Regions from separate parts of the Mus musculus genome. Here all the other regions are linked to region 1. A link is a contact called in public HiCAR-type and promoter capture Hi-C data. All regions are on one chromosome and are shown on one strand. Each heading gives the region's core, a stretch centred on a gene start, on an enhancer-like site or on the middle of the called end of the contact. The rest is flanking DNA. Distances are from core to core; before and after follow the strand shown. Region 1 holds the start of Mrps22 (mitochondrial ribosomal protein S22). Region 2 holds the start of Pxylp1 (2-phosphoxylose phosphatase 1). Region 3 holds the start of Dzip1l (DAZ interacting protein 1-like). Region 4 holds the start of Rasa2 (RAS p21 protein activator 2). Region 5 holds the start of Nck1 (non-catalytic region of tyrosine kinase adaptor protein 1). Region 6 holds the start of Spsb4 (splA/ryanodine receptor domain and SOCS box containing 4).

Evidence for each region. Promoter capture Hi-C pulls out the DNA fragments that hold promoters and counts their contacts. HiCAR-type assays count read pairs that join an accessible place to other places.
Region 2: a promoter capture Hi-C map of liver shows a contact between it and region 1, with 4 times the contacts expected there. The contact joins the promoter of Pxylp1 here to the promoter of Mrps22 in region 1. A contact is called at or near these places in 5 of 39 promoter capture datasets (hippocampal neurons, liver, pre-B cells and 1 more) and 1 of 115 datasets of contacts at active chromatin or transcription factors (large pre-B cells).
Region 3: a promoter capture Hi-C map of hippocampal neurons shows a contact between it and region 1, with 3 times the contacts expected there. The contact joins the promoter of Dzip1l here to the promoter of Mrps22 in region 1. A contact is called at or near these places in 2 of 39 promoter capture datasets (cranial neural crest and hippocampal neurons) and 1 of 484 Hi-C or Micro-C datasets (cortical neurons).
Region 4: a contact with region 1 is called in a promoter capture Hi-C map of liver, with 3 times the contacts expected there. The contact joins the promoter of Rasa2 here to the promoter of Mrps22 in region 1. A contact is called at or near these places in 3 of 39 promoter capture datasets (hippocampal neurons, liver and pre-B cells).
Region 5: a promoter capture Hi-C map of erythroid cells shows a contact between it and region 1, with 8 times the contacts expected there. The contact joins the promoter of Nck1 here to the promoter of Mrps22 in region 1. A contact is called at or near these places in 3 of 39 promoter capture datasets (erythroid cells, liver and pre-B cells).
Region 6: a HiCAR-type map of astrocytes shows a contact between it and region 1, with 2.1 times the contacts expected there. The contact joins the promoter of Spsb4 here to the promoter of Mrps22 in region 1. A contact is called at or near these places in 1 of 39 promoter capture datasets (hippocampal neurons) and 1 of 115 datasets of contacts at active chromatin or transcription factors (astrocytes).

What each region holds. Positions count from the first base shown.
Region 1 is chr9:98,600,358-98,603,405 of GRCm38.p6, forward strand. It overlaps Mrps22 (mitochondrial ribosomal protein S22), which reads right to left and starts at 1,322. Exons shown (of 8, transcript NM_025485.3): 1 at 1,116-1,322. The coding sequence starts at 1,287.
Region 2 is chr9:96,887,976-96,891,096 of GRCm38.p6, forward strand. It overlaps Pxylp1 (2-phosphoxylose phosphatase 1), which reads right to left and starts at 1,499. Exons shown (of 6, transcript NM_001289647.1): 1 at 1,384-1,499.
Region 3 is chr9:99,627,852-99,631,109 of GRCm38.p6, forward strand. It overlaps Dzip1l (DAZ interacting protein 1-like), which reads left to right and starts at 1,680. Exons shown (of 16, transcript NM_028258.4): 1 at 1,680-1,818.
Region 4 is chr9:96,629,766-96,633,177 of GRCm38.p6, forward strand. Rasa2 (RAS p21 protein activator 2) reads right to left here and starts at 1,738. Exons shown (of 24, transcript NM_053268.2): 1 at 1,599-1,738. The coding sequence starts at 1,728.
Region 5 is chr9:100,544,209-100,547,609 of GRCm38.p6, forward strand. Nck1 (non-catalytic region of tyrosine kinase adaptor protein 1) reads right to left here and starts at 1,926. Exons shown (of 4, transcript NM_010878.3): 1 at 1,787-1,926. Gm46139 (synapsin-1-like) reads left to right here. Exons shown (of 2, transcript XM_017313741.1): 2 at 1,249-3,401. The coding sequence ends at 1,896.
Region 6 is chr9:97,016,834-97,020,255 of GRCm38.p6, forward strand. Spsb4 (splA/ryanodine receptor domain and SOCS box containing 4) reads right to left here and starts at 1,522. Exons shown (of 3, transcript NM_145134.3): 1 at 1,361-1,522. Gm16010 (a long non-coding RNA gene) reads left to right here. Exons shown (of 3, transcript XR_871043.3): 2 at 1-933; 3 at 1,160-3,422.

The DNA.
Region 1 (3,048 bases), core at 72-2,571:
AACACAAGTTGCCCAGAGGCAGAAGCTGATGCAGAGGCCATGGAGGGGTGCTGCTTACTGGTTTGCTCCCCCTGCTTTCTTATAGAATCCAGGACCACCACCAGCCCAGGCATTGCACTACCCACAATGGACTGGGCCCTCCCACCTCAAACACTAAGTAAGAAAATGTCCTACAGCTGGATCTTATGGAGGCATTTCTTTCCATTCAGATAACTCTGGCTTGTGTCAAGTTGACACAAAACTAACGAGAACGTTTCTTTGAAGACCAAACTCCTGTGTTTATTCTCATGGTCACCCACAAGCTCCAGTAACTATATACATGCTCAGCACTACACTGTCTTGAGACAAGCTCACGCACCTGCTCGACTCTAGTGATCGTTTTTTTACTCCAGTGCGCCTCAATTTGTATCTAACTGTATACTGACCCTGGAATAACAAAGACATCTCAACTTCAACACAAAACAAGCAAAATTCCGCCTCCTTTCCCGTTTTTTAATTTTCATTTTACCGAGTCATCAATCCAAACTCAAAAATCAACCACATAAACTGTTTCTACCATTAATGTTCTCTAGCTTGCCACGAGTCTCCATTCAACTGCTTACCATCAAAACCTGGACACTTACTTAGACATTATCAATCCTAACTCCAAAATACGTTCCCCCAAAATACCAGCGTTCAGTTTCTTCTCTATACCTCTGCTTATTATGGTGTCCTCTTGTTCTTTTAACCTTAGCATGGTTAGCCTGGTGGCAGCGTTGCCCGTATTTTCCCTGGGATTCATCCCTATGCGTCCAACATAGTTTGAAAGGCAGCTAAGTGCTTTCCGCCCCCCCCTCCCCCCATGCCCGACGTAGCCTGGATCACAGAACTCTGCCAATCGCCACTGGGATAACAGAGTCCAGGTCAACCCTACAGCATGCCCCAAGCTAATGTAGTGTAATGCTTTGCAAGGGGCGGCACGCAAGCACTAGTGACTGAATGAATGAATGAATGAGGACTTAGATAAGTTCTGCAAGGACGGACGGAAGCCGCACGCAGTCTGACAAGCCGCCTTCACTCGTTAGAGCAAGCTCTAAGTTTCCCGGGCGCTCAGCAGAGTTCTGGCGGTCACTCACCTGCCTCGGAGCTGAGCAGGCGGCGAGGCTGCCCCACCTCGAATGGCTGGGGCCGCGTCGCGAGCAGAGCATCGGGGTGGCGCTGGGCTGTGGCCCGAGTACAGACCCGCCGTGCTCGCCGAGAGCCCAATTGGAACCTCCACAGCGACAACGGTGTTCTGACTGCAGCCATGATTACCAGACGCTCTTTGCGCCGGAATCGATAGAGCAACTTCCGGCTCGAGAGGTTTTTGTGCAGCATTCTGGGAAATGTAGTCTGGGTGGAGGCAAGGCGCCGCGGAAGCGTTTTAAAACTACTAAAATCTTTGTGCAAGCAAGGCAAGCACTGTATGGAATGAGCTATATGCCCCGCCCCGCTTCCCTCTTAGAGACAGTCTCTGCAGTCTTGACCTCAAACCCGCTGCAATCCGCTTTCTGACCTCTGATTACAGATGTGGGAATGAACTTTTTAAAGAATTTTTTTAAAGTAATTTTGTTTGTGTGTGCATGCGCATGAACTTGTATGTGGAGGTCAGAGGATAGCCTGGGAGAGTCGCCGCTCTCTTTCGACCCAGAGATGGAACTCAGGTGAAACTTGGTAGCAGGTATCTTTACAACCTGAGCAGGAATCTCACCAGCCCATTTACTTTTGTTTGTTTGTTTATAGTATTAGCTTTATCATTTGTATACAAGACATATACCACATACACACACATGCATACACACATAATACATACATGTTAAGAGTACATACATTAAGAAACAAAATAGTCGGGCGTGGTGGCGCACACCTTTAATCCCAGCACTTGGGAGGCAGAGGCAGGCGGATTTCTGAGTTTGAGGCCAGCCTGGTCTACAGAGTGAGTTCCAGGACAGCCAGGGCTACACAGAGAAACCCTGTCTCGAAAAAAAAAAAAACAAAAAAAAAACCAAAAGAAACAAAATAAGGGCTTGGAATTTAGCTCAGCACTAGAGTACTTGCCCTAGGTTCGGGTCCTAACAACACATGGGCACGTGCAACATCCCACCAACTGCTTATTCACAAGTACGTGTTTGAGTCTCTCGATGTGTGTACAGGTTTTTTGTTTTGTTTTTGTATTTTTTTCCTCTGTGCTCCTTTTCTCTTTTCTTTTTGGTTTTATGGTTCTGAATAATGAATGTGTATTGCCCTCCTAGACCTCTTCCCCCACTTGCGGGTTTAAATCCAACTGTTTGCAGTTCTTTCAAACTTTTCAAACGCACCCCAAATGTTTGTTCTTCATTCTGAATCCATAACCACCAATCACCTTATACCTTCCCTTCATCGGCCCTTCTATAATTTCTGGTCATTCTCCTTATTATCTGCTTATTTTTCTCACCACATGAAGGCTATGCCTATACATTATTATAATTTTACCTAGTACTGTTTATGTGCAGAACAAATACTTGTTGAATGAAAGAATGGATGGGTGGATGGATGGATGGAAGGATGGATGGATTGGTAAATGGATGGATGCATAGATGGATGGATGGATGGATGGATGGATGGATGGATGGATGGATCAATGGATGGATGGATGGATGGATGGATGGATGGATGGATGGATGGATAGGTGGGTGGATGCATAGATGGATGGATGGATGGATGGATGGATGGATGGATGGATGGATTGGTGGATGGATGGATGGATGGATTGGTGGATGGATGGATGGATGGATGGATGGATGGATGGATGGATGGATTGGTGGATGTATGCATGGATGGATGGATGGATGGATGGATGGATGGATAGATAGGTGGATGGATGGATGGATGGATGGATGGATGGGTGGGTGGGTGGATGAATGGATGGACGGATGGATGAGTGGGCACATGATTTCATTATATTCTTTTCTAGGTGACTAGGGAGTGCAATTCTTTTCCTTCCATAGATTAGTCAGCTTAAGTAAGCACTTTGCCCTAGGCCTGGCAGAA
Region 2 (3,121 bases), core at 249-2,748, 1.7 Mb before region 1:
GTGAGGGCAGGCTGGCCCAGAGCCAATCCTAAAAGAGAAATACCCTTTATATGTTCTTTCTCTGACTAGGCAATTAATTTAATCTAAGATTTAATGAAAGACCCCAGAAGGGAAGGGGTGAACGCACACGCTGGGCTGTCACCATGCCATCTCCACTTCTCTCCGGGGACCATGAGGCTTTCCAAGCCATCTGCTTTAAATCCTCTTCCCACAGATGTCACCACAGGGCACCAACACCTCTGAGGAGGGGGCTGGTGCCAAGCCCGACCGACAGTTCCAGAGGGTAGGCTGGGCTCATCACTGTCTAGTCCATAGTCAGGGTCCAGCCTGGGACTTGCCGCAAAGAGCAACAAATGTCCCTAAGCCATGGAACTCTCCCAGAGCCCCTCCTTGATCACTCACTCATCCCACATTTCCCTATCCACACCAGATCTGATCCAGATTCCTAACTGGTTTTTACCTGTTGAATGTTTAGGAAGCATCCTTGCCTTTCCACAAAGACACGGGCCCACCCTAGAGGGGACAGTTACGTTCCCAGAGCTGTGGTGAGAGAGTGGGGATGTGGCTCCATTTCCCCAGCATAGCTAAATCTTCCCCGATCCACAGGTACTACTGACAGCCAGTCACAGCAGCAAAGAAAACCTGCTCCATATTTGTGGGTAGCAAAGCCGGCTTCTTTTTAAGAAATCGCAACCTATCCAAGTTCACCAAGCAAAAGCAAGCAAAGAAGTAACCACACTGTCCTAAACAGAACACTGAGCAAGCATAACCTGCACGCGTGAAGTGGCCCTGGGCTGGGCCCAGGGTTCCTGCGCCGCAGGCAGCAGGTAGCTGGCGAAGCACCAGCCCCACCCCCGGGGCAGGCCCTGAAGTTGCAGCCCCTTTTTACCTGGACACTGCAGCTATGGGACAGCCGGGAGAAGGGGGACCCCGGAGCTCAGATTCCCGCTGAGTCGTTCAGCAGGAGCGCCTAGGCAGAATGGGACCCCGCTGGGGTGGCGGCGGGGACCGTAGGAGCAGAGCTGGGAGGGAGAGGCGAGCGGCAGGCAACCAGGAGGAGGTAGGCGTGGGAGGGCTTGAGGGAGAAAAGGGGGTGTGCGGGCAGGCTTCTAGGGTGCAGGGCTGAGAAAGGGGAGACGGATCGGAGGGCAGGGACCCCTCTCCAACGCGGGGAGGGTATGGGGAGAGGTGGCAACTGGGGAGCGCGTAGATAAGGGAAAGAGCTTGGTGGCAGGGCTCACACCCGCTGCTTGGAAGCCCGCCCCTGCCTCCGGATCTTGGCATCGCGGACACCTCTCCGGGGTCGCCCCCCAAGACCCTAGACACAAGCCCGCCTTGCGAGAAGCCTCACAACCGCTGGGACCCGGCGCGCACCACACTCACCGCCTACGGTCCCGGCCTCCGTCGCTGTGCGTAGGGATCTCCACCCGCAGCCAGCTCCTCCTGGCGGGAGTGCAGGCGGCGGTGGCGCGCGCAGGCCGCCAAACTCGGGGTTCCGCAGCGCCCCCTACCGGGACCGCCGGGTCCCTGCCCGGCCCGACGCGCTCAGGGCGCCCTGGAGCTCCGCCCCGCAGGCGGCCGTGCGGGACCAGCAGGCTGCGGCGACCCGCATCCCGGGCCTTGGAGGCACACATGGCCTGGAGTGTCCAAACAGTCATCCAGACAGGCTCCGGTCGCGCCGTCCGGGTCCGGGAAAGCGCGCGCACTCGGAGCGCACAGGGCCTATGCTCCTCCCTATGCCGGACTTAGGACCCGGGAGGGTGCCATGGCCCCAGGACACTGCCCTGGACCCGTCCCAGCCTTGGCTAGGGTGCTTTGTGACTGCGTGCCTAACTCCGCGCCGCGGATCTAGCTGCGGATGTGGGTCCTGCGGTGCCTCGTGGACTCAAAACTGGCATATCCTAGCCACCGTGCCACCTCCACCCAAGCGCCTGTCCCGCGCTTCTCTTCCGGCGCGGGCCACATCCGGCCTGTGTCTACTCTAGACCTGGCAGTAGTTTTGTCCCTAAAGGCCTGCAGGCATCCACCCTTGAGAGGTCGTGGCTGTGTCACGGGGGCGTTTCTGCATGACCCCAGGGCTGCCAGCCAAAGACCCGCGCAGCACTCGTTCTATAAAGCTGTGTTTGTGGGTCTTTTGTTGTTGTTGTTTCAAATGCTGTAAAAAAGGATCTCACCAACCACAATTGTGAGATTGCCTTTGTTGTCAGTTCTGGGACTACAGTGACACCCTTGTGCCTCTCTCAACTGCAAAAGAGGTGCGGTTTTGAGGGTAGCGCATCACTTGATTTTCCCTAACTCATTCGATAGTGACTAAATCAAAACACTTTATATTTTATCCATATTTTTACCTCCAATTTCTCCCCTCAAATCAGCTAGATTCTACTTCCCTAGCCTGCATTCCATTTACCCCCATGGTCCAGCCATCTGGAATGCCTTCTCTGTTCAATGCCTTGATGGCCAGCTGGCACTTGCCTGAGGACACTAGTTACTATCCCTCTCACCCAATTACCCAGGCTCAACACCACCTTCAGCCTGCTTATCCCTTCAGTACTAGCGACAGCTTTCTCCAATACGTGAGCATGAAATCTCACTCCCCGTTAAATTCCTACTTGGGCTGGCCCTCAAGGACCACCACAGTCCAGGCATCCTATCCAACACAGACTCTTCCTTCTCGCCACGGACTCTTGACAGTTCTGCTCTAATTCCAAGTTCCACTCCTTCACAAGTCACACAGGCTGCAGATGACAGACAACTCCATCCACACTAGCCCAAAGCAAAATACATACATACATACATACATACATACATACATACATACATACATACATACATCAGAAAAGGGGGTTAGGGCAGGGCTTGTCAGCTTCAGGCCTGGAACTTGACCCCAGATGCTCAGCTTTGCTTTCTCTCAAGTCTACTACCCTTTCAGGAACACGGGAGTCTCCAGCCGACGCAGGCTCGCAACTCTGCCTCCACCACAAACCCAGCCTCTCTCTGCAAACTACCCAGGCCTGATTTTGTTCTGGATGGAGCCCTTGTGGGTCTGTGCCACATCTTCTGTAACCCATAGGCGTATGTTCCCTTTCTTGGCTACTTACTTACCCTTCCCATGGGATATGTA
Region 3 (3,258 bases), core at 430-2,929, 1.0 Mb after region 1:
TGGATGCTGTGGCCTCAGCAGATGACAGTTATTCAGTGCTTGTGATTTCTCATCAAAACAAACAAACAAACAAACAAACAAACACCAAACCTTCACTCCAGGAAGTGATGCAGTTATGAGAGTAGAGCCCTCCCAGCTGGATTCAGTGCCCTTACATAAGAGTCTTTTGAGAGCTACTAGATCCTTCTACAATGTTGATCAGGAAATAGGTGCTCAGCAGATGGGATCTGCTGATGCCTTGATCTTAGACTTCCTAGCTTCCAAGAGCAGAGCGAAGGGGTTTCTGTTTAGTCTGTAGTATTGTATCACAGTAGTCTAAATGGACTAAGACAAATCTGGTCCATGTAATAACACATGCCAGTATTTCCTTCCTCATTAAGGGTGAATGATATTCCATTGTATGTGTAAGCCACGTGTTCTTAGCCAATCAGCTGCCCATGGGCGCTTGGATTACTTCCACATTTTGGCTGTTGTAAATAATGTTATTATTTTATTGTACATTGTGTGTGTGTGCGCGCACGCACATATCTGTATATACAGATGTCAGAGGACAAGTTTCAGGAGTTGTTTCCTTCCACGGTGTGGGTTACAGGAATCCAATCCAGGATATCCGACTTGATGACAAAGCCCTTTACCTGCTGAGCCATTTTGACAGCTCATTAAATACAAGTGTCCAAGAGTTTGTTTGGGGTCTTGCTTTAAGCTTCTTTGGATATAGATCTAGACATGTGCCTTATTTATTATTCTGTTGCTGAGAAGAGACCCCATGACCAAGGTAACTCTTATGAAAAAGAAAAGTACTTAACTGGAGGCTTGCTTACAGTATCAGAGGCTTAGTCCATTTATCATAATTGCAGGGAGTATGGTAGCAGGCAGGCCTGGTGTTGGAGAAATAGTTAAGAGTTACATCCTGACCCACCTGACCCGTAAGGGTGGGCGAAGACTGGGTCTGACATGGGCGTTTTGAAACCTCAAAGCCCACCTCCAGTGTCACACTTTCTCCAACAAGGCTATACCTCCTAATCCTTGTAATATTTTCAAATAGTGCTGAATCATGGCAAACCATTTTGTTTCCCACAGTGGCAGTACCATTTTGAATTCCCATCAATAACGCACAGAAATTTGAGTTTCTCCCCACCCTTGGCAACGTTTATTCCTAGGGCTTTTGTCCTTGCTGTCCCCAAGATGCAGAGCTTGGCATTTTGAAGCTGTGTTGAGAGAAAGGCCCTAAGATACAACAAACCCTCCCAGAACTTAAAGTCACGAGATGAGAGTCCCAACGAGAGGGGGCAGGGATCTATAATCAGGAGAGAAAATATAATACCCCCAACTCCTGCCGGAGCTTTCTGGGCAACGTTAATGGATAAGGGATCTGAAAGGTGATTGCCATCTGATCAAATTGGAGCACACCTATGGGTCTCCTAATGTGGCTCAGGTCAAATTCCTTTAATTTTGCGGGCTTGCCAACAGTCGCTGCATCCTGCCATGTGAAGTGAAGGGATGGTGACAGAGTCTGTCCTGCCGCTCATCAAGGCCTGGGAACTTGGATGCTGGATTTCCTTAACGAATTCAAAGCAGCACTCCCTCCTTCCCCCCAACCCCCCTCCCTTGCAACTCTAAAAATAGCTGTTCCCGGGCTCTGGGGAGAGGCTCCGCCTCTGCTGTGGGTGGATGGGCTGGGGGTAGGGGTTGGGGTGGGAAGCACCGCAGACCCCAGGCCTGAGCTACTGGCGGGGAGAGACGCGTAGGGTCCGCGCGGCTGGCAGCATCCTCGGGCTGCACTGTAGGAGATGGAGTGAGTCTGGACTTGCGGATGGGGTGAGTCGGGACGTGGGAACCTCTAAGACCTCCAGTCGCCGGCCCTTGTTCCGGGTGACCCCCAGACTGCCACAGGCCTCCCAGGAAAACTATGTCTGGAATCCAGCGGGGAGCCGCCGGAGGGAGCGCGGTTCCAGGCGGAGCTACTTGGCCGCTGCGCGCGCAGGTTAAACATTAGTGGCTGCGGTAGCCAAGCGAGGAAAGGAGCTGCGTGGTCGAGGGTGCTTCACGACGTCCCGCTCCCTGTGCCTCCATCCCTTTATCCCAGCGGCTTCGGATTGTGCAGGACTGAGGTACCCTGCGGGGGGGAAGAGCTCGCATGCCAGGAGACACGGAGGCGCGGAATGGGGGATGTCTGACACCCAACCCTCGGCGTTTTCAGGAGTGTGGTCTTGGGAAATGCAGTTTTTGAAAACAGTAAAGCGATCTAAGGGACTGCAGATCCGAGTTCTGTGGGAAGTGGGGTTCGGTTACTAACGAGATGATTTTTAAATAAAGATTGGCGTGTCTAGGTTCCTCCGCTTCCGGTCCCGGGCTGAAGTTTAACGGGAGCACAGACTTAGGGGTGGATGAGAGTAGAAGTCCACAGGGCAAGTGTGTACCAGGCAGGATCAGAGGACAGGGCCTGGTAGAATTGCCTTCACAACGGTCCTGAAGGGCCCAGGGCCGGTGCTGTCCTGGCCATGTCTCCAGGAATTGGTTTCTAACAGGATTAGGCCTAGGGAGTGTGAGATGTTCCAACCCTGCTCTCCCATCTGTCTGTAAGTGTTCAGCAAGATGGTCACTTCCTTCCCCAAGGTGTGGTCTGGCAGGGGAAAACTACCCTGCTCAGAGAAGGTTGTCTGTCTGTCTGCTTGCTCCCTCCTGTGGAAATGGTTTTAGATCATTAAAGTACAGAACCTTCCTAATGCTGCAGGCCTTTAATACAGTTCCTCATGTTATAGTGATTCCCCCAGCCATAAAGTTATTTCATTCTGCTTCATAACTGTAATGTCGTTACGGTTATGAATTGTTAATGTAAATATCGGACATGAAAAATACCTGAGATTCCTCGGGGGTCGCGACCCACAGGTTGAGAACCACTGTTTTAGCTGCATGCCTTAAATTGAGAACAGAAATCTTGTGCATTTGGGAGCTGAACTTCTTTTGTTTGTGCCACTCAGAACACTTCAGAGGAGAAGGGGAGCCCTTGGTAGGCAGTTCTGAATGTCCTGTGCTCACTTTGCAGAAGAGGAAGCTGTGGGCTAGCCAACCACTTGCCCCAACACTGGCCAGTCACTTGCTTGGTGATTGTAGTGACGGGGTCTGGTCCAGAATAAAGATGGAGAGGCTCTGTTAGGAAGCAACAGCGCTTTAATAGACAAGAAACCCCAGGACAGTCTGTTAGTTTTCTTTCCGATGTGGAGCAGGTTTTGTTTGTTTTTGACACTTCTGTGCCTG
Region 4 (3,412 bases), core at 488-2,987, 2.0 Mb before region 1:
TCAAAGCAGAAGGTAACTTACTCCTAAAAACAGCCCAACCCTAAATCTCAACTCCAACAGAGCACACTGTCTTCCCACAACACAATCTGCTTTTATAGATTCGCAAGGCTTCAACAGTGTCTAGCATCAAGTCACAGAAAAATATAAAGTAGTAAAAATTTGAAAAACCTAATTAGTAGGGGAAGAAAATTCTAGTGTATTTGGCTTTTCCCAAACATTACATACATGCAAATATTAACTGTAAGAAAGCTAATTTGTGAAAAGTTTACACCCTAAGAAAGTAACTTAAAATACTGGGAACTTAAGACGCACAAAACACCCACTGCTCTGGTGTAATTTCCCAAGTTTTAATACTTAAAAGTGTCTGAATTGGGAGTCCCAGGATGACGTCAGGGAATTGAAAAGTAACATTTAACATGCTTGCTCCTGGGGTTTTAATAAAATTCCAAATCCTTGAAAGGGGAGTAACATCAAAAACTCAAGTGGGAGAATCCAAAAGAAGCATCGAGATTTAAGAATTAAAGTTTATACTCTGCCAAAGAAAGAGCAGTATCAGCCATTCTAACACAATTGAATTTTCAACATATAAAATATCTCTTATAGCCAGGCATTATTTAGGAGACCGATTTCATTCTGGGGATAAAATAATCTGAATTAAAAAAGGTTTTCAACTAAAGTAACAATAAACTCTACTGATTCGCCAGTCATACAGTGAAAAGGGACCATCTCAATAAGCTGGGGGAAGTCGATCTAATATCAAAGGGTCGTTTTAAAGAGGAAGGATAGCAATGACAAACGAACTGGCCCGTCTCTGAGTAAGAGTCTACACTCATCGGTGCGGCTCTCACAAATGCACGGGAGAGAATCAAGTGGGTTGAGCGCGGACTGGATGACTGAGTTTTGAGACCTGCTCACAGGAAGCCACTACATCCTGCCCCAAGTCACCGTCAGTCACGCCGGCTCTCGATTCAAGTCCCCGCCGCGGCAAGGTGGGGCGGGCACAGGTGTCCCGCCCGAGCTCCCCGGGCGCCCCGCTCGCCCGCGCAGCCTCGCCCACCGGAGCCCCCGCCACCGGCTCCCGCAGTCCCCAGCGCCCGCCTCAACCTCGCACTGGCAGAGGAGCCCCAGGGAGCTCACACCCCCTCCTCAGCCCGCCGCCCGGCCCGGCCCGGCCCGGCCCCGCCCCGCCGCAGCCGGCCTCCCTCCCTCCTCCAGCCGCGCCTCCCTTGTAATTACCACGGGGCTCCCACCTCGGGCCGCTCCCGTCGTCCGCGGCCGCCCGCAGGCCTGCGTCGGAGGGAGGCCGGAAACTCCGCGCGCCCCCGGCCGCGCCCCGGGCTCCCGCGTCCAGGCCGCGCTCCAGGCAGCGCCCCTCGCGCCGCGCCGGTCCGGTCCGCGCGTGCAGGTCCTCACCCCGCTCGCTCCGAGGGGGAGCCCCGACCCGCGCCGGGCAGTCGGTCGACGCGGCGCCTCCCCCCAACACACCCCCATCCAGTCTCACCAGTCCCGGGCGGCCGCCGGTGCCGCCACCCCCGCGCGTGCCCGCCGCCCACCCTCCGCGCCGCCCCGGGGGTCCCCTCAGCCCCGGCCCCGCTTACAGATCCTGCCGCGCAGGCTCTGCAGCACTCGGACCTCACGACTGTCCTCGTCTCCCGTCTCCGGGTCTGCGCTGCCCGAGACGGCCGGCGCCTCGGGAGAAGCCGCCGCAGCAGGCGCTGCCGCCGCCATGGTGCCGCCCGGCCCCTACCCCAGCCCTACCGCCTGCGTAGCCGGGCAAGGCGGAGCCGGAGCGAGGCCTAGGCCGGATCGAGCCTCGCTGTAGCCCCGCCTCGGCCTCGGGCTGACTCGCCCCGCCCCTCGCGCCGTGCCCGCCCTGCATCCGCCTCGCCTTGCCTCCCTGGGCAAGTCGCGAGAGGCGCTCTGAAACCCCCACAAGGAGGAAAACCCTGGCCCTGCTGTGATCCCCAGAACCCTGAGAATTGGACGTCCCCCACGAACGGACCTCTAGGTCCCCAGATGCTCAAGGAAAAGAAAAGTCCCCAGTCAGAATGACTCCAGGTTCCAGGAAAAAGTTTGGCATTTTGGCAAACGTCAAGAGATGTATTAGAGACTCTTCCAGCGGTGTCTAGATGCTCCCGCAGTGCGGCACGTGGGGGACAAACCACATACTCAACCTTTGCTCTGGGAACATTGCTCTGCAAAAAGTTGGGTCAAGAAAAGGACCACAGACTCCGTCCAGTCCTGTCTGAGACCCAGAGAAATTTTGAGTTTATCACCAGTTTTGCATTTCAGAATCGGAACGGTGACCTCTTTCCCACTCCCAGAAGCAGGCTTTTTAGAAAGTAGATTGGCCCTGGGAAGTTTGTAAATCTTCAACTAGTTGTTGCCACTATCTTAAGGGAACTATTTACAGTGAGTAAACTGTGTGGATAACACCCTGGTATGTGAGGAGAGGGATGATTTCCTGGTCCTGAGGTTTAACTGCGCTGCCCTAAGAAGGAAGAAACTGATTTAATAGAGCAGGGTTGTTCTTTGCCAGGTGCTAGAGTCAGCCAGTCAAGGAATGTTTTCAGACATATAGGAATGGCCCTAGGGCAAAAAGACGGGGCAGAAGGCGCCAAGACCATGAGCACCTCAACCTGGAAGGGCACACAGAGAGAAGAAGCAAGTTGTGGAAACAGAGTCAAGGAGAGCCTGCCTGGGAAGAGTGAACAGACGACAAGCAAGCCCAGAAGCCACTTGTGCCAAGGCCAGTCAGGCAGACGGAGTGACCTAAGCTTGCTGGATGTCTTAGGCTACCGAGCAATACTTCCAGTCCAGCTGGTGATGCATGAGGGTGCCCCTTGTCCTGTACCATACAGCCTTGGAGAAAGTGAGCTTACCTCTCCTTCCAGGCATTTTGTTGTTTCAAACAGAAACTCCAAATGGTATTTCCCTTTCTTTCCAAATCAGAGCTCACACACCACAGGCCAGAGACTGGCTTTTTCTATTTTAAAACGTTTAATGCTTTATTGGTATGTCTTACTTATACACAGTCATGGTGTGATACCGTTTTCATACACATGTTTAATGTATGCATAGTATTCAATACCCTCTTCATCGCCGTCCACATCCCCTGCACCCCCTTCCTCTCCTCCCAGCTGGCTTTCTTCCCCTCCAATCCCCTGGAAGGTCAGTGGATGGCTGTTGGGAGGTGGTTCTCCTTTCACCGTGGGTTTCCTAGGGATTAACCCGGCCATCTGGTTTGGTATTAAGAACCTTTAATCACTGAGTCATCACACCAGCAAGACTTTTTTTTTTTTTTTTTAGTTCAATGAGTTTATGAGAGTTGTTTCCAGAAGCATAGACGAGAGATTAATTACAGGAGCACAGGAAACTTAACAGTGGCTGTACTACTGAAGAAAATGTCTCT
Region 5 (3,401 bases), core at 676-3,175, 1.9 Mb after region 1:
CAGGCAGAACACATTTGAGATCCTCCAGGCAGAAAATCCAGTTAGAGTTACTGAGTAGTTCAGAAACTGAAAAACAATATATAAGAATACAAAGGTAAGATTTTTTTTTTAAAGAAAACAACTACAAAAAAACAGTACAATGTTAAGGTTTATGTCTGGGTTCCTGAAAGCATGCTACTAATGTATCGCTAATGAAAGACAGCTTGGAGGCGTGGGGCATCAGTTGTGAAGGGAAGACTTTGAAGTTCTATTTCCTTGATAGGTTAAAGTGAGAATCAGGCAGGCCTGTCAAATTGTCGTCAAACTGTTGGATTTGTTAAATGCTCAGTTCACGTTTCCTCCAATTTTACTTAACAGTGAAATAATCATTTGATTTTCTGGCATTGAAAGCATCCATTCTTCCACATTGCCAGAGTTAATTCATTTTTTTTCAAGTTCTCCTGAGAAGGAATTTATTTACAATAATAATCACAACAAGCCTTGAACTCTAGAACGAAGTTCTCAAATTAGAAAATCAGCAGCATAAACTATCACTCAATGTTTAATAAGGCAATACATTAACGTGTCGACTTATTAATACACGGATCTGTTGGGCTTGGAAACCTAAACAATTTAAAATGCTTGCTGGGGAGGCAAATCTTTTCAAACATAATGCTCATACATACAGCGGAGACATCAACACAATGTACGCTTTAGTTACTCTAGCCAATTCCTACAGAAGTTTTCCCAGAGAAAGCACCACATGTGGCCACGATGAAAAAAAAGTACTAATCAACCAACGCATACGCTTTGACTTAACTATCACGATGTGAAGAGAATATCTATTTAAAAACAAGACTGAAAATGATCAATCAAAACTTTCTCCTTGGACTATTTCTCTGTTCATGTTGTGACGTCGCTAAAGGCTGAAAGCACACAATTGATTTCCAGGTGCTTAAGAAACCGTTAAGGCTGATTGATCATCATCAAGCTACCAAAGCTTTTGAAAATGGAACGCTTCTTGCAAAACTTGACCCGTTTTTTTGGCCGAACCCTGGATTCTCACTGCTCCCCACCCAAGATGGGGTCAGGAAGTTTTCTTCATCTCGTTCTTTCCTAACTCCTGTGAATTCTTTCCTAACTAAGGGCAGTATTTTTCTTCGGGTGACTTCAGCTCGGCTCGACGTTAACCGGTCATGTTACGGTCCTCAACCCTGAACAAAAAACCAGCTTCCTTCCAACCCAGCTGTTAACACTGAACCGACCTAGCACGGAAACCCGTACGACAACAGTACGAAACCAACCCAGAGGACTGCTTTTCCTGGACCAACCCCACCTCAACAGCCCCCGGACACCCACATCTCTCCTGCTCCGGAACGGGAGGGGGAGGGGAGGGCGCGCCCCGAGGATGTCCCCCCTCTCGGCTTCCTCAGGCTGGCGGCTGGAGGTGAGAGCGCCCTTCCTGCCAGCCTACCGTCCCGGCCTCGGACACCGACACAGACCGCCGACAGGGCTTTCTGCGGAGAACCGCCGAGGCAGCGCGCCGCACACTTGCCTGCCCGCCTCCCCGACCGGCGCTCGCAGCTCAGGCCAGAGGCCGCGGGGTCACCGGGCTGCACCGCGGACACCCGAGCTCCGCCGAGCGGCCTCCCCGCCCCCTCCGCTCCGCTCCGCCGCCAGCAGACGGCGCCCCCGGGCCAACTTCGCCGGGGAAAGAGGAAGCGACTAGAGACTAGCAGGCAGAGCGGACCGACCGGGAGACCGAAAGGACTGTGCGTGTGTCCGCACGCGAGCGAGGCCGTCTCACCTTCCCTCCGCCGAGCCCTCGGCTCCAGTCACCTGAGGACCGCACCGGGACGCCACCGCGGCTGCCCGGATGCCGTTACCGCACGAGGCCTGTGCTGCGCCGCCGCGTAGCTCTCGGAGAGGGGCGGGGCGCGCGCAACCGGTGGGCGGACCGTTGCGGGCAGGAAACCCGCTCCACGCCCAATCTAATAGGCTCCATCGCCTCCTGCGCCCGCCCCTGACGCTTCAGCGGAATGCGCCGCTCCGGGATTGGGCGAGCGGGCTTGTCAATCAAGCGCGGGCCCTGAGTGGTCCCTGAGCTGAGACTGCGCGGCCTTTGGACAGAAGGTGAGGAGCGCCGGGCCCCACCGCCCTGTTCTCCCCTAGCCTCCTCGGTGGCTGCTTACTTTCCGCCTCTCCCACTGCTACTAAAACCTGTCATTCATTTTAAATCGCTCATTAATGTCGAACAGCGGTCCCGAGTTCAACCCAGACTACTCTGGTGCCTGCATCTGAAAGGGCCGACCAGCTGCAGATCTTAGGGACAGGGAGCGACAAAGAAAATGAAGCCTCGGGGGAAAAATGTAAGATGTTTGTTAATGAAAACCACAACCAAAATAAGCTTTGCGAGCAACTTCCGAGTGCCCTGGCGCGTGGGTAGCCTTCATTCCCGGCTTCCAGTCCTGTGAAAAGGACAGTTACTTCTGCCCTAGGGGTGAGTATGGCAGTGGCACAGTCCCAGCCACCTGCCAAGGAAGGCATCAATAAATCGGCTCTCCTTCCTAACTTGCCTTACAGCGACTCATAACCTGCCTCACTATTTCCCAATCACCTTTGTTGCTTAGTGTGGGTGTGGCACCTAAAAGAAACATTCTAGGTTAGGTAATTTTATGGAAACACGAGTTTTTGCCTCCAGCGTAGCTGCACCCATATACCTAGATTGCAAAGTCTATTAAAAGAACTGTTTCACCCACGCCCACCTCGTGCCTAGCACATCATCCTCAACAATCGAGGAATTAATACAGCTTCCTTTCATCTTTTAAAAATTCATTTTTATTCTTTGTGTGTTCGAGTGTTTGGTGTACTTGTGTTATACTTGTGTATAATTTTGCTGCCCATGGAGGTCAAATGAGGGTATAGGATCTTCTGGAACTGGAGTTACAGATGGTTTTGAACCACCCTGTGGGTGCTGGGAATCAAACTCAGGCCCCTTGGAAGACCAGCGCTCTTAATCACTGAATCTCAGCCCCTTCCTTTAGCTATACTACAAGCCCTACCTGTAAATCCTAAAAAGTTGTTTTCTGCTTTTAACTTAATTGCATGTTAATAAATACATGGGTGGCCTGCCCTAGGTAAAATACAAGTTACCTGTAGCCCCTTTTAATCCTGAGTTTAGTTGAGAAAAGTAGAACATAAAACTGGGGAAAGGATACTCTGCCTATTGTTAGTATCAAAAGTAAGTAATGCAAATTATATATTTAAAAACATACATACCGAAGAGAAGGGGGTGATGCATGCAGAAGCAGGTGGATCGAGGCCAGCCTGGTCTACAGATTGAGTGTGAGTTCCAGGACAGCCAGGGCTACCCAGAGAAACCCTGTCTCAAAAAACAAAAAGACAAATATATATATATATAT
Region 6 (3,422 bases), core at 272-2,771, 1.6 Mb before region 1:
ATACCACACTTTTGACATTTTGTTGTTCTGCATAGAGGGTTTATCGGGCAGCCCAAAACCAATTGGGAGAGCGAGTGGAGCAGCGAGGTTGAAAGATCCTCCATCACCCTGAGCAATAGAAACTGCAGGCTTTAGTTGAAAGACAGAGGTGCCAAAGTGAGGAAACAGACAGGAAGCCTCAGGGGTTAGTCGCTTTCCACAGGGCACAGTGGGAAGTGAACTTTCCCCTTATCTCTTCTAAATCTAGATAGGCTCAACAACTGTTAGGGGCAGATGAATGGAAGGATAAGAGATGTTCACACCAATTCCTGGAGTAGGGAGGGAGAGGAACCAGGAGAAGGGGAAGAAAGGGGGAGGGGAGGAGGGCGAGGGGAAGCACAGAGCAGCGGACCTTAGAAGAATCGCTCAAGGTCACACCGCGGGATGGAGCTGAAAGCCGAATTCAAATCCAAGCCCGGGACTGCAGGACTGAAAGTTCTAGATAGAGCCACACAAACGTGCTCTCTTCTCTCTTCTTGACTCAGCAGCTCTCGCTTGGCCACGGGGCGGTGGGAATCACACTTCCTGGGCCTTTCTAGCCGGGAGTTTGGGGTCCCTTGTTTTTCCTGGACTTATTTGCCGCACTCCGGGCTTTGGCTTCCTCCTCCCTGCTTCCCAGAGCAGAATCCGGAGCCACCTATTCTCTCCAAGTTTGTCTCGCAGCCAGGCTGGGAACCGTGCGCGAGCGACTCCCGGACCCGGCAATCAGTCTTCCCTGCCCCAGCGTCGGAGACGAACAATCACCACCAGCGGCTGCTGAGTGCTAGACGCTTTACTCCCACAGCTCCAAAAGCCACAGACGAGCAGACCCCCAGAAATTAGTCCTCGCCACTCAGATGAGGCAGCTCTGCGAAATTGGATGATGTGCTTGGACTCACAAGGCTAATAACGCTAGTTAGTATCTAAGTGCTTTCTGAATGCCAGACGCGGGTCTCCGCACCACCCCAGCAGTTCCTCCAACACTCTAGTAAAAAAGGGCACACTATCACCCCCATCTTATGGATGAGGAAACCGTGGTTGTGGCACCTGGCCCAAGGTCACCCCAGAGAGTGACGGATATACGACCGGAACATAGTCGGTTGAGTCTGGGTTCAATTTGTGTGTGTTGTCTCCACTACAGGGAGAGCAGCGGTTTCAAACCTACAGTACCAGAGGCTGACCTCAACGCAACGCCCGAGGCTGGGCGCAAACCAACCAGTTCGGAATGCCATAATTCACAGAGACATTCCCACGGACCGGAACCAGAGAGTCCCCCAAGAGCACCGAGTGTGACCGGTACTGGCGGACGATCACCCCTTAGCAGGAGCTGGAGAACACTTACCATAAAAGAGAGGGCGAGCGCCTGCCTGGGAGGAATCCCCAGCGCTGGCAGGTCCGGGACTCCCGGGAGAGAGGTCTGCTGCCACTGCCGCCCACGCAGGGGCGCCCGAGCGACCCCGCGGATGCTGGCTGCTGCTTCTCAACCAGCGGCGCGTCCTCTCGACTTGTATCCGGCGGCAGCGCCCTCTCGCTCCGCAGGGTGCCCTGGAGTTAGGGACGTTCTTGGAGAAGTTGACGCTCGGGAGAGGCCGCCGAGGTCCGGTCCCGAGTAGTGAAGTGCCCCACTGCGCTGATCTCAGCGAGATGCGGAAGCCCTTGCCCTGATGGCCCTAAAGCTTGGCGCCTGACCTGGAGAGCGACGAGTCCCGCGCTCAGGGCACACGGGCCGCACCTCGGCCGCCCGTCCCCGGAGCACCGGGTTTCTTCCCTAGAGCACTGAGCACACGCCGCGAGGGCTGCAGTGGTGGCCAGGGCCCGGGCAGCTGTGCGCTCATTGCCTTCCCCAGGGGCTGAGCGCCTTTGTGCGCCGGGCGCGCCGACCGCCAGGGCCAGCTCTGGATGCTGCAGCCGCCGCCTCCCCCTCCTCCTCCACGGCCGCTCGCTCCCCGCCTTCCCGGCCGGCCCGGAGGCTGCAGCTGAAAGCCGATCCGGCTGAGCTCATCCCTGAAGGCCACTAATCCAATAGCCGCGGAAGGCGCGGCCGCCGGGAACGCCCCTTCCCCCACCATCCCGCGCCCCGGCCGTCCCAGCTCGGGCCGCTGCCGGCTCTGCCACCTTCTGGAGGCCACCAGCTGGCGGGAAAGGGAAGTGGAACCCTCGCCCGCGCCCCTGGGCCGAAGTGGCGCGGACGCCATTCACTCATCTGCGGACTGGCTAGCCTAGACACTCGCTCACACACGCGCTCATTCATGCGCATGGGTCCTCCCCCATTCATTCAAGCGTGCCTAGAGAGCCACGGTGGGTGTCCCTAGGGGCGGGGATGAAGAGAGGAGACATCACGGTCGCCAGATAGCTTTGGAGCCTGTATTGAAGGCCTGCGGGAAACAACGACTGGGAAAGAGAATGCTTTAATATACCCCCTTGCCTTAGGCACACACATGTCCACACTTTATTTCTGAGGCCAGACTCCAACTCATCTTTCAGAATCCAATTTCACGCAGCACCTGCTCCATGGTGCTTTTCCCCTGACCACCTGAGGCCCGAGAGAAGGATCATCGATCAGAGGGCTACCGAGAGCGCTGAAGGATGGCGGCTCCCTCGGTAACCAGAGCGCAGAGATAAGAGGGCGTGGCCAGAGCGAGGGATGCTCTGTACCTCCAAGTTGGCTTCCTTCCAGGCCAGGGCATCCTGCTTTCCATGCCAGAGTTGACATTAGGTCCATTCCATAGTCTTAACTGACCTCACCCCTCAGAAAGTGTCCTTTTTTTTCCCCCCATGTACACAGAAGATAAGCACCTGTAATTCAGCCCTGTGAGGGAAATGTGTTGACCAAGGCTCCAGGGTACCTCTCCCAGACTGGGGAGGGCAATTTGAGAATGTTTCCTTGTGGAAGTGTCTGCATGAATGAGCTGCTAGATGCAGAGACATCATAGTCTCATGGTAGGTACCTGTAACAGCCTGTGGTATGACTGGAGCCAAAACAGGAGGTAAGATGAAACGAGAGTAGGTACTTAGGGTCTTGGAGAGCATCCAAAGGGCTTGGCTTTTCCCCAAGATCAGTTTGGCAGGCCTCTTGACCTTCACAGATTTGCTGTCCAGAAAGATAATCCAGTGGCAGGATGGATAGATGGATGAATAGCACTGGCCAGCTTGGAAGCTGCTTCAGAGATCCAGGCAGTCAATGATGCTTTGTCGATTAGGACAGCTCAGTGGTGTGGCAGAGGGGTATTCTGAGCAAGTATTTGTGGCGCTCTTGGTTTTATTTGGGCTGCTTCATCTATATCTGCATGTCTGTCTCTCCGTACCTGTGTGTCTCTGCTCTTGGGACTGCACAGAAGAGCTGCTGAAGGGAATGTGACCCATGCACACATTTCCTTGTCCCCCCGAGTCCCCTCCCTCCCCAG